Regions from separate parts of the Sus scrofa genome. Here all the other regions are linked to region 1. The links are chromatin contacts, called in public HiChIP or PLAC-seq maps. All regions are on one chromosome and are shown on one strand. The core of a region is the stretch at or near the end of the contact, and the rest is flanking DNA. Distances in the headings are between cores, read along the strand shown. Region 1 overlaps ACTR2 (ARP2 actin related protein 2 homolog). Region 2 has its middle 85 kb from the start of SPRED2. Region 3 overlaps SPRED2 (sprouty-related, EVH1 domain-containing protein 2). Region 4 holds the start of SPRED2 (sprouty-related, EVH1 domain-containing protein 2).

What was found. HiChIP or PLAC-seq counts read pairs in DNA pulled down with a chosen protein or histone mark.
Region 2: an H3K27ac HiChIP or PLAC-seq map of alveolar macrophages shows a contact between it and region 1. The contact joins two enhancer-like sites. A contact is called at or near these places in 1 of 47 Hi-C or Micro-C datasets (embryonic fibroblasts) and 1 of 2 datasets of contacts at active chromatin or transcription factors (alveolar macrophages).
Region 3: a contact with region 1 is called in an H3K27ac HiChIP or PLAC-seq map of alveolar macrophages. The contact joins two enhancer-like sites. A contact is called at or near these places in 2 of 2 datasets of contacts at active chromatin or transcription factors (alveolar macrophages and skeletal muscle).
Region 4: a contact with region 1 is called in an H3K27ac HiChIP or PLAC-seq map of alveolar macrophages. The contact joins the promoter of SPRED2 here to the enhancer-like site in region 1. A contact is called at or near these places in 13 of 47 Hi-C or Micro-C datasets (alveolar macrophages, brain, embryonic fibroblasts and 7 more) and 2 of 2 datasets of contacts at active chromatin or transcription factors (alveolar macrophages and skeletal muscle).

The regions. Positions count from the first base shown.
Region 1 is chr3:76,695,727-76,698,823 of Sscrofa11.1, forward strand. It overlaps ACTR2 (ARP2 actin related protein 2 homolog), which reads right to left. Exons shown (of 9, transcript NM_001134354.1): 8 at 1,797-1,929. Among named protein-coding and RNA genes, the nearest start is that of ACTR2, 32 kb to the right of the region's middle. Within about 2 kb of position 1,720, at least 5 of the 83 cell types and tissues checked have an H3K27ac peak or open chromatin away from gene starts, as enhancers often do. A contact at or near this core is called in alveolar macrophages, where this site is marked.
Region 2 is chr3:76,440,805-76,443,662 of Sscrofa11.1, forward strand. No RefSeq gene overlaps it. Among named protein-coding and RNA genes, the nearest start is that of SPRED2, 85 kb to the right of the region's middle. Within about 2 kb of position 1,442, at least 6 of the 83 cell types and tissues checked have an H3K27ac peak or open chromatin away from gene starts, as enhancers often do. A contact at or near this core is called in alveolar macrophages, where this site is marked.
Region 3 is chr3:76,552,446-76,555,476 of Sscrofa11.1, forward strand. All of the region lies in intron 1 of SPRED2 (sprouty-related, EVH1 domain-containing protein 2), which reads left to right. Among named protein-coding and RNA genes, the nearest start is that of SPRED2, 26 kb to the left of the region's middle. Within about 2 kb of position 1,511, at least 12 of the 83 cell types and tissues checked have an H3K27ac peak or open chromatin away from gene starts, as enhancers often do. A contact at or near this core is called in alveolar macrophages, where this site is marked.
Region 4 is chr3:76,526,017-76,529,084 of Sscrofa11.1, forward strand. It overlaps SPRED2 (sprouty-related, EVH1 domain-containing protein 2), which reads left to right and starts at 1,630. Exons shown (of 7, transcript XM_021087442.1): 1 at 1,630-2,309. The coding sequence starts at 2,284.

The DNA.
Region 1 (3,097 bases), core at 470-2,969:
CTGCCTGCAAGATTCTCCTCCCACAGAGTCGGGCTGCTCCCTCGCTTGCTCCCTTCAGGCCTGTGCTCAGAAGTTACCTTGTCCCACCAGAGTCCTTCCCTGATGACACTGCACGAAGGAGCAGACCATCTCACCCATCACCTCCACCTTCTCGCTCCTACCCTGACTTTCCTTCACAGTGCTCATTACTGCTAATACATTATTCACAGGCTAAAAACGGGGACTTATTTTTGTTTTGTTTCTCTCAGCACCTAGACAAGTGTTTGACACCCAAAAGTAGTTCAAGAAATATTTGCTGGGGAGTTCCCATTGTGGCTAAGCAGGTTAAGGACCCAACACTGGCTCTGTGAGAATGTGGGTTCGATCCCTGGCCTCACTCAGTAGGTTAAAGGATCCTGAGTTGCCACATGCTGCAGCGTAGTTCATAGTTCGCAGATATGGCTCAGATCTGGAGTCGCTGCAGCTGTGGTGTAGGCTGGCAGCTGCAGCTCCGATTTGACCCCTAGCCTGGGAACCTCCATATACCACAGGTGCAGCAGTAAAAAGGAAAAATAATCACTCGAGACTGATTTTAAATTATATGTATAACTCAATAAAATCAGAAAAATGAGTGAAGTACTTAGACATTTTAATTTCAACAATGTGAGTCACAAATGAGATTTGTAACATTTGTATCTCCAATATATACATAGTGTCTCTGCGGGATATAATCTCATTATCTAAAACAACTGATCCAAGTTGGTGAGATGAACCTCAGAGTTTAACTCAAAATTAAATGACTCTTGGTGTTTAGTATGTATACCGTACTTAACACAGTCCAGGCTTAGAGGGGGAAAAAAGCCATATAACCATTAACTACTGCATACTAGTTTAAAATTTCCTTCTTACTCTACACATCAGCTACTACCAATTAAAGTCTGTTTCAAGGGGAGTTCCCTTGTGGTGTAGCAGGTTAAGGATCTGGCATTGTCACTTCAGCGGCTCAGGTTGCTGCCATGACATGAGTTCAGCCCCTGGGGAACTTCCACATGCTGCAGGTGAGGCCAAATAAATAAAGTCTGTTTCAAGAGCTATAACAGTTGACAGGGATGCAAAAGAACTGGAGACATGGTGTTATACTACCAGACTGAGGAGATAAAACATATGCAAGAAACAGCCAGAAAATAACAGAATCAGAAATACGAGACAGTCCAAGAGCAGCACGCTGATTACATAGTCAAAGAATAAGTTAAGAAATAAAAATAAAACCCAACGGAGGCATTTCTCACTGCATTTAAGGGCACTTTGGTTGCACCAGGCTGTTTTGTTACAGATGAACCAACATCTGGCCCTGAACCTAATCGCCTCTATCCACTGAAAACAGAGGTGACTCAACACTAGGATCACTCTGAGAAAAGCTCATCTTGGGGGGGTCCCGTTGTGGCGCAGCAGAAACAAATACAGCTAGGAACCATAGGGTTGTAGGTTTGATCCCTGGCCTTGCTCAGAGGGTTAAGTATCCAGCGTTGCTGTGAGCTGTGGTGTAGGTCACAGACTCGGCTTGGATATGGTGTTGCTGTGGCTCTGGTGTAGCTCCAATTAGACTCCTAGCCTGGGAACCTCGATATGTTGCAGGTGTGGCCCTAAAAAAGCAAAAATAAAGGTTCATCTTGAGGGTTATCTACTTCCTCCCTGTTCCAGGCAGACTGAACTAGGAGTTTGTTTAGGAAGACCTCTTGCTCCCTCTGGTGGTTAAAAAGTATGTTAACAGTGTTTTAAAAGTACGTTAACAATTGGATTATTGACTTGATACTTACAGAGAGTTTTTCCACATCTCCCTTCAACACTCGTTCTAAGTAAAGCTGTTTAAGCTCTCGTTCCAAACGTGATGGCAGCCCAGGGTACATAGTAGATCCTCCAGAAAGCACAATGTGCTTATAGAATTCAGATCTAGAAAGACACAATAGGTGTTCATTACAGGTTTCAGATCAGTAAACAGTACTTCTGAGCTCCTTTATTTACATCAGCCTCAGGTGGGTGCTGGGAAAATTAAATAAAATTCAACATGTAAACCACAGGGCTGCATGTTTGCTACTACTACTGTTCACAGATAAACCCTTTTTATATATAAAGTATTTATTATCATTTATTATCACGTTGATGGCAATACTTCTAAAGCACATATCTTCTTACAAATGTAATTGAGTCTTTTAACAATGCAGTTTACACTACAAGCCTGTTGTGTTTGGACTGTGCTATCACAGTGCTTTCCTGGAGCCACAGAGGTGTGATTGTTTACTACAATTAACCAGAGTCGGCCATGACTCCAGTTCTTGCTTTTGACTTTTCCCATTTGCCTTCTGCCATTTTTTGTTCCTTTGCCTTGAGGCTGTCAGCTATTATTTATGGTTAGATTGATGTGTTAGCTTCTTAGAGCAGTCCTCTCTTTCCTCCTTAAATATGATGTTGTTGGTCATGATACCAGATAATCAAAACTAAAATAATTGCATATGTAGAAAAAGTACTACAATCTGAGTGAGAGAGGAACTCTTCTCATAGTAAAGCTCAGGACCTGAGTCACATCTGTTTTGGTTTCATTCAAACTTGCCTCCAGGTTTTTATTTAGTTCCAGGTCCTCAAGGGCTCAAGCTATTGTAATTCTAGCTTCTAGAAGAAGTTTTGTATTATATTTAATTGTGGAAGTATGCAAATGAGTATAACATAAACTAAGTAGTTAAGGATCTGTATCCATGAACATTTTACATGTGTGCTTTCCACATGAAAAACAAAATCTGAGTTGTGCTACTTGCTAAACCTGATTCCAGTGCTTTGGGAATGCCAAAACATTAATCACCACCAACAGGAATGCACATATAAATATAACTATTAATATAGCTATTAGTGATCATTAAATCAAGGGACCAAAAACATCTACCTATTCCCTACTATGTGCATTTATCATAATTATGAAGTCTAGACTAGATTTTTTTTACCATCTTCCATTAGATTTATAGCCTGTTGTAAGCCAAGAGCTACTTTTATTAATTTCCATTATTGTCCTGTTCCCCAGCCATCCCATAAAATTTTTGGCTATTTCACTCAAGGTTAAATAAACACT
Region 2 (2,858 bases), core at 192-2,691, 260 kb before region 1:
AAGCATGTTTTTCAAACATTTGAGCACAGTCCCCACAAGAAATACTCATCTGTTGCAACTCAGAACACAAATGGATACATGACTAAAATGAAACACATTTTAAAAAACAATAATTACCTTTACTCTTTACAGCATGGTATGTGCTCTGAGAATTTCAGTTCTTCATTAGTCTATTTTGGGTTTGGGTTTTGTTTTGTTTTGTTTTTTGCGCTTTTTTTTTTTCTTTTTATGGCCGCACCCACGGCATATGCAAGTTCCCAGGCTAGGGGTCAAATCAAAGCTGCAGCTGCCAGCCTACAGCACAGCCACAGCAATATGGGATCTGAGCTGTGTCCACAACCTATGCCACAGCTCTCAGCAACGCTGGATCCTTAACCCACTGAGTGCAGGGCCAGGGATCGAACCTGCAGCCTCATGGATACTAGTTGGGTTCATTTCCAATGTGCCATAAAGGGAACTCCTTCATTAGTCTATTTTGTTTCATTCATTTGCTTTTGAAAGTTTTCAAACTACAGAAAAGTTGAAAACACTCTTCACATAAAGCAGGGTTTCTCAATCTCAGCAGAAATGCCATTTGGGGTTGGATAATTCTTTGTTGGGGGAGGCTGTTCTGTGCATTGTAGGGTGTTAAGCAGTTTTCCTGGCATCTACCCACTAGATGCCATTAGTATCTCCCACACACCCCAAGTTGTAACAACCAAAAGTATCTCCAGACATTGTCAAGCGTCCTTTGAGGGGGCCAGGGGGCAAAATCACTATCAAAAACCAATGACCAAGACCTACCAACAGTTAATATTTTGCTGTATTACATTATCTTTCAATACACGTTCATACACACACAATCATTTTTTTTCTTTTTACGGCTGCACCTGTGGCATATGGAAGTTCCTGTGCTAGACAAAGAATTAGAGCTGCAATTGCAGGCTATGCCACAGCCATGGCAACACCAGATCCAAACCACATCTGCAGCCTACACCACAGCTTGTAGCAATGCTGGATCCTTAACCCAATGAGCAAAGTCAGGGATCAAACCCACATCCTCACGGACACTCTGTCAGGTTCTTAACCCACTGAGCCACAGTGGGACTCCATAACACCTAACACCTAAATAATTCAGTACACATTTCCTAAGAGTAAAGACAGGCTCTCATATAACCACAATTCTACAGTGCCACCGAAAAAAAATTATTATTATTTCAATAATATCTTTTCTGTTTCTATGTTGTTTATAATCCACTAGATTGATTTCATGTTCTGCTTATGGGTCATGACCTACAGTTGAAGACAGAGAAGAAAGATTAGAGAAGTAAATCTATCTTCTCCTAAAGATCTCTAAAAGCAGAAGTCCATCCCTGCCAGCAGGAGAGGCGACATGAAGTGACAGAGCCAAGCACATGTTGACAGGGGTTTTACCAACACGCAGCTGTTTTCCCCTCCCTGGCTGCTTCCTCCTCGCCGAGCACACCCCCTTGGCAGCACTGGGAGCAGAGACCCAGCCAGCCCCACCCTGCAGGCGACCCAGGAGCTCTCCCAGGCGCCAGCGGTGTGTGCCCTGGCCTGTCTGCCCAGGGTTGGCAGGGCCCGTCAAGCTGGGTGCATGGCAGCCTGACCACATCACAGGCCCAGGCTTGGGCTCTGGCTCAGGCAGGCCGACCCCCACCCCTTTCCTATTTGCTAAGCTCCTTTCCTTTACCTGCACTGGCTCCAGGAAAGTGGTTACAAGTTGGTCCAGAAACTGCCAACAGGCAAGGGCTGAGACACATGAAAGTGTGTGAGTCACTGGCTGTCTTTGATTCCCCTGGCCTTATAAATCTGGCCTTTGAATCTAGCATCAGGATCCAAAGAGCTACAAACTTAAAAACTAACACTACCAAATGTGGATGAAGTCACCACAAGAGCCCCTTGCTTAAGTCCCCAGGAGGAGACGAGAACTCCTGACTCCAATTCCCACACTGCCTAAAACCAGCAGGGGCATAATCTTTCCAGCAGAGGTTTGGGGTAAGAGCAAAGGCAGGCAGCAACTTCCATTTCCCTGGCAAGGAGGGACCTTGGTCCTTGCTCTTGCTTTTATTTTCTTATAAAGACCTGAAACCTGGAGTTCCCTGGTGGTACAGTAGGTTAAGGATCTGGTGCTCTCACTGCTGTTGCTCAGGTTGCTGCTGTGGCCCCAGTTCAATCCCCAGCCTCAGAACTTCTGCATACCTCTACCTTGGGTGTGGCCAAAAAAAAAAAAGACTTGAAACCCACAGGAACCAGGCTTCCTTGAAAGTCAATTGTTTCTCCTTCTTTCTTTCTTTCTTTTTAAGCCTATTTTATTTTATTTATTTTTATTTATTTATTTTTGTCTTTTGTCTTTTTAGGGCCACACCTGCAGCATATGGAGTTTCCCAAGCTAGGGGTCTAATCACAGCTGTAGCCACCAGCCTATACCAGAGCCACAGCAATGCCAAATCTGAGCCGAGTCTGCAACCTACACCACAGCTCATGGCAATGCCAGATCCTGAACCCATTGAGGGAGGCCAGGGATTGAACCTGCAACCTCATAGTTCCTAGTCGGATTCGTTTCCACTGTGCCATGATGAGAACTCCTGTTTCTCCTTCTTGAAGATTAGAAGTAAGGGTATTAGATCAGCTCTGGTGTTAGAAGAGAAGTAAGAATTGACTAGAGCCTGAAAAGTCAGAGAGAAAAGCTTTTACAAGAACTGACTTTTAAAGTGTTGTTTTGTTTTGTTTTGTTTTATGGCTACACCTGAGGCATATGGAAGTTCCCGGGCTGGGGGCTAAATCAGAGCTGCTGCTGAGGTCTATGCCACAGCCACAGCAACACCATATCCAAGCTATATCTGCAAACTTCCCAG
Region 3 (3,031 bases), core at 261-2,760, 140 kb before region 1:
TCATCTGTCAAGTGGGACTGATTTTTATGAGGCTTGTGAGGATTCTTTTAGACCCAGCAGCTAAGGTGCCTGCTGCAGCGTCTGTCACATCTGAGCCAGGGGAATATTTCTGGCATCCAGAGAGCAGTTTGGACTTAGAGCCTTGTTGAAGGGGCCTGAGGTGTAGACCAAAGGGACGGATCATGCCCTTCTGATAAGCAGCTTGAAAGATGGAACCAGCAAGAGAAGAGAAGGGGCCTAGGAGACTAGCTTTGCGAGGAACTATCTTTTGAGCTGAAAACAGAGACTGATGAACCCTGTCTGAGCCTGGGGAACAGGTGCAAGGGGTATAGAGCCACTTGCCCATTTGGTTTATTAAATACCAAGATGCTAGACGCCGCCAAGGATTTGTGACTGTGCAGGGTGCCAGAGCGGACTCCAGGAGGGAAACAAGAAAGAGGAGGAAAAGGGGCCTGGTCTGAGTTGGTGGCGGATGAAGGAATCACCCCTCCACACGCAGGCTGCGGCATAAACATTCTGCTAACAGTCTTCTTTCCACCCCCGCCCTTTCAGTCCTCTGGCTGCCTTGCACAGCTTTCGATATTTCTGTTGTTTCTGCTGGAGAGTAAAATTATCAATAAGGCATCACACTTCTTGTGTTCATTGCAGTATTTTAAGACACCCCCAAGAGCTAAAGGGAGAATTGTCCTCAGAATGGAATCCTGAGGAGTTACCTGTGCTCCCAAGGTGAAACTTGAGCAGGTTACAGTGTCTTCACAGGTAGAAGAACACTGCGATCCAGCCAGAGAATAAATACAAGTTGATCTTTTGATGTAAGCAAACCAAACACAAAATCTAGATGTGCAAAGCACTCGAGCGTGTGTACACAAAGACTCAGCATAAAATTGCTCATAATGAGCAGCACCCCCACCCCCAGCCTGGAGCAGAGAGAAGTCTTGTGAGCGGCACACCCACATTTTTGATTTACCAGCTTTTCTCCTGCCTCTGTGGCCACACAGCAGCAGATTCGAGCGCCCTGGCACTGGGTCTTTCCTTTGATGAGGACAATTTAAATGTCCCTAAAGACTGTCATTTGATGGGTTTCTGCTGCCTGTGTTGTTTCCCTTGAATTCAGGCATAGGCATTAATCATCCCTCCCACACACATGTAGCCATCTCAAGTTCTTATTAAGAAGTCATTGTGATTTCGAAGTTTTTCATTGTTCACACTAGCTATGAGGTCAGAGACTTTCTGTCATGGGATGTTTAGCCATGAATAAAGTTGCTGAATGCCCCATTTGAGAGAGAGATACTAACCTTAAGTAGTGTCCAGTGACTTTGAGCAGAAGCCCCCATGTGAGTGGTGGGTTTGGGGGATGGGGTGGGGGGTGCACTTGCTGGAGGGGTTGAGCTCTCAGGAAAGGTGGATCTTGGATCTTATCTCTAAGGAAGTGGCAGCTCCCTTTATCAGGCCATTCTGGTTGAACAGGTTCACTCCCAGCGGAGGAGAACTTGCTGTTAACTATTTCTGGCCTGCCTCGCACCTGCACCAGGGAAGACTGATTTGCCAAACAGAAGGAAAGTGAAATAATAACACACCCTGGAGTCTGTGTTGCCACCTGCCCTGACCTCCCCAGTGGGGGGAAAAAAAAAACCTCCCTGGAGACAGCAAGTCAGGATGTCTCGGGTGTGGTGCACAGAAGAGTGTAGTGACCGACTTCATTGCCACAGCCAGTCTGCACTTGTCACTGCCTCTCGAAAAGCTCCTTGAAATCTTTGAGACAAATGCGGGTGCACAGATGCCAGTAGATAAAATATGGGTCCCACCTCGCAAAACTAGGCCCTTTGATTTGGGGGAGGTGGAGGGGGTGGGTGCTGGTGTCGCTGTCTGTGTTTCTAACATTTTGATTCATTATTCTCGACTGCCATGGAAAGTGGATTCTAAGCAGGGGGTTGGAAGACTGGAAAGTGTGTGGGTGTAGGTTCGAGTGAAGAGGATTAGGAAACCTGCTTTCTGGCATTTTCTCTGTGGGGCACAGGCTGAGGGATTTACTGCCTCCGGGTTGGTGTTTGTGGCTCTGGCATTTTGCCCGGCTCTGGAGGGCCTGCCACCTCCAGGTGGTTGCTCTCCTGCCCCCATGGCCATGTTACCAGTTCCAGAGAGGGTCCCTCAACACCATCTAGGCCAGAAGCACCATTTGACAGATGAGGACACTGAGGCCTGGGGAGCTGAGCCCACAGTTGCCTAGCAGGGGAGCCTGCTTGACTGGGTGGTTTTCGTACCTATGGGGATCATTCATATGTGTGCCAGGAAGAAAGGATGTGTGTGAGGGGGTCCTGCCCATTGCCAGGGGTCAGCTTGCAGAATTAATTTTGAGTCTGCAGAGCATGCCTGCAGCAAAGTGGGGACAGTGCTTGGGCAGAGAGGTCTCTTCTCAGACGGGTGTGCTCTGGGGAGGAGGAGGAGGGCGGATGAGTCTGTTGGAGAAGCTCAGATGTAGCTGCTTAAATTAGTTCAAAGTGAGAAATGTAATTACTATACTTGCCCAAACCAAATGTCTGAACATTGTTATAAAATGAGGTGTAATCACAGAAAAGAAGATTGCAGCTCTGCATTCCTCCTACAAAATCGCCTTTGTGTTCTGGGAGCCCTGCTGTGCTGATGAATCTTCTGGGGGTGTTGAGGCCCATTCAGTTCAGGTGTGTGCATTGGGCTTAATTGGGGGAGAGTTTGTCCTGCTCGTTTGGACAACCATTCAGTTACTTTGCATTTGTAGCAAATTTGTGATGAAGGAAAAAAGAATCCCTGTTAAAGCTCAGGATTTGGAGTCAGAATAAAAGAACTAAAGCAAGGGGGAAAACAGGATGATATTGGCCCTGGCCTTGCTAACTGCTGCTATGTGAGCAATAAAAGGAAAGATGAAAAGGGTATTTCAGTAACTCCCCAGAAAACAGCTTCCCCTCTTGGTGTTTTTGCGTCGATTCTATACTTTTCTCTACCATGATGAAAAGTGCTAGGAGGCAGTTTGAGTCCTGATTATTTTGCCATTTGT
Region 4 (3,068 bases), core at 380-2,879, 170 kb before region 1:
ATCCAACCAGGAACCATGAGGTTGGATTAGACCCCTAGCCTGGGAACCTCCATATGCTGCAAGAGCGGCCCCCCAAAAAAGGCAAAAAGACAAAAAAAAAAAAATCTCTGCGTATTGTCTCGGCACATTCAGGAGGATAGAAAAGTCTACTGTGTTTGGAGAACTGGAAAGGGCAGGGACTGTATCTCTTGCTCCCTAGTAAGACCCCAGAAGTAAATATCCAATGGCTATGGAATTTGTGGGACCCATGGCAAGGAAAACAATGTGGAGCTCCCTGTTCAAACACTATAAAGAATTTTAAGACTGCAACAGCAGAGCATCAAGCCAAGCAAAGATTCTGTGTGCAATTGTAAAGGTGGTCTGCCCATTGCCTAGACAGTGCTGTTTTAGAAAGCGGGAACCCACCCAGGCTCATGGTCCCAGGCCAAGGCAGGAAAATAATTTAAAGACAAAGGGGAGTGCATGGAGGGGAGACTCGAGGAGGTCTCCATCTTCCCATCTCACTGTGCCAAAGCCCATGTGGATGGTAACCTCTGGCCCAGGATCGGCGGCCTTCAAGGGCCTGGGTCAAGGACCATCCTCCACCAGCTTGAGAGAGATTTACTGAACAACTAAAAAACCATATTTGGATTTACTTTTTTTTTTTTTCCTTTTTTGTCTTTTTTTAGGGCCGCACCAGCGGCATATGGAGGTTCCCAAGCTAGGGATCTAATCAGAGCTGCTGCCGCGGCCTAAGCCAGAGCCACAGCAACGCGGGATCAGAGCCGCGTCTGCGACCTACACCACAGCTCACGGCAACGCCTGATCCTTAACCCACTAGAGCAAGGCCAGGGATCGAACCACAACCTCATGGTTCCTAGTCGGATTCGTTTCCGCTGGGCCACGATGGGAACTCCTGGGTTTACCTTTTTTTTTTTTATCGTGCTCGGGGCATATGGAAATTCGTGGACCAGGGATCCATCCCGCATCACAGCAGTGACCTGAGCAGCTACAGTAGCAATGCAGGATCCTTAACCCGCTGAGCCACAAGGGAACTCCTGGGTTTACGTTTTAACCTGGGAAAATCCATCATTTCTACTGGAATGCAAGTTTCTGGGCTTGTTGGATTTACCTTTTTTTATAAAATGCACAAAATAATGTTTCCTTTAGAATGCCCGTTCCCCTACCAAGAAAAAAAAATCACAAGATTTCATGTGTAACTGAAAAGCCTCTGCCATACAGAATCTTGGCAGAGGCACCTGTACCGCCTCCACCCTCCGGCCCCACGGTGGCGGGTAATTGGTCTTCTGAGCCGGAGCACCCCACCAGTCCCCTCCAGAGCTCTACGTCTACCCCCCTCCTCTCCTCACCCTCTGAATTTTAATCCAGGCGTTTGGAAGGAGGGAGGGAGCCAAACGGGAGCCAGATGTGTGCGAGTCCCCGGCTGCCGCCTCCTCCCTCCTCTCGGGCATTTTAAAACCCGGAGCCTAACTAAGGAGGATCCGGAGTCAGACGCGGCGCAAACAACTCCGCTCCCGGGCTCCTCCGGGAGTGGAAGCCAGGAGGGAGGGGGAAAGGAAGCCGAGCATGCTCAATAGGCGAGACAAAGTTTTTTTTTTTCTCCTTTTTTTTTTTTTTTTTTTTTTTTTTTTTTTTCGGTCGCAAGTAGGAAGCTTTTTGCACTCCACCACCTCTGGCGGCTGGGAAGACGTCATCGCTTCCGCCCTACTTCCTCCTCCTGTTGGCGGCGGTGAGAATCCAATATGGAGTAAATCGGTGGAGTCGAGAGATGGGGCTCGGACGGGGCGCCCTGCACCGCCTCCCAGGCGCACCTCCCCCGGCCTCCGACCGCTCCCCGGAACCGTGATTGGCCCAGCCCCCCGGGGGCGACCCAAGGCTGAGCCCCCACCGGCTGCTGGCCCTCTCCCGCTCTCCGCAGTCCCCGCCGCTCCACGGAGAGCTTGTTTTTCTCCTCCTCTCCCCCACCGCCGTCCCCTGCCCAAATCATTCCCCTCTGCCCGCTTCCGAACCCCGAGCCCCCGCCCGCCTCGACCCTCGGCGCTGCGGCGCTCGCTCCCCCCGACCCAAGCTTGCCTGTGCACCCCTTCCTCCAGACCTCACCCCGCGCTCCGGTCACCCAGCTTCCCCTTCTGCCTTCTGCGGCGCCCCCTTCATCTTTAGCACCCCCCCCGCCCCCACCAAATCAGGCGATCTCCGGAGATGTGAAGAAGGGGGGTGAGCGGACAGGAAGATGAAGGGAGCAAAGCTGCTCGCCGCGGGACAGGCGTCTAGGTGAACAGGAAAATGACCGAAGAAACACACCCGGACGAGTAAGTTTGGCCGCGGGGTGGAACGAGGGTGTCCCGCGGGGGCAGCGTGGAGTCCGGGGCTGAGGACGCGGGCGGGGACGCTGGTTGGGTGAACTTGGCGTGGGGTGCAGCGAATAGCTGGTCTGTGGGTTTAGGATGCGAGATTTGACCCCTTGTTGTTGAAGTGAGGAGGGGGCAAAAGCTGCTGCGGGCCGTTGGGGGCGCGCCTTGAGTCGGCGGGCTGGTGGCCGCTGCGGGGGCCAAGGGCGCGCGGGTGACCTCGGGGCTGTCCCCGCTCCCTCTCCGGGGACTCACAAACACCCCTCCCCCCGAGATCCTCGGCGGCGGGAGCGGAAGACCTGACACCCCCGCTCCGGCTCCCCGGCGTCGGTGGGTTTTAACACAGTGACTTTGTGACTCTCCCGCCCCGCTGCTCGCCCGACGCTCCTTTTGGGAGCCCTCTGGGGCCCAGGCTCCGCCATTTCGTTTTCTTGAATCGCTCTCATTTGCATACCACATTTTCATTCATAAAAAAACACGGCGGAGCGGAGAGAGGACTGGGCGCGGGCTGCGCGGGGGTCTGCGTGCGCCTGTGTCCCCGCGAGGGCCGGCGTGCAGGAGCTGCCCAGGGGTCTCGCAGCGCTTGTGAGTGAATTTGCACGCGCTGCCGGGCCCGGGACTGGCGCCCCCCGCGGGGTCTCTGCTGCTCCTGGGGGAGGATCCGAGGGTGTGCGGCGGGAGCGTGCGGGGCAGCGGGCGGGCGTGTGTATGTGTGTGTAT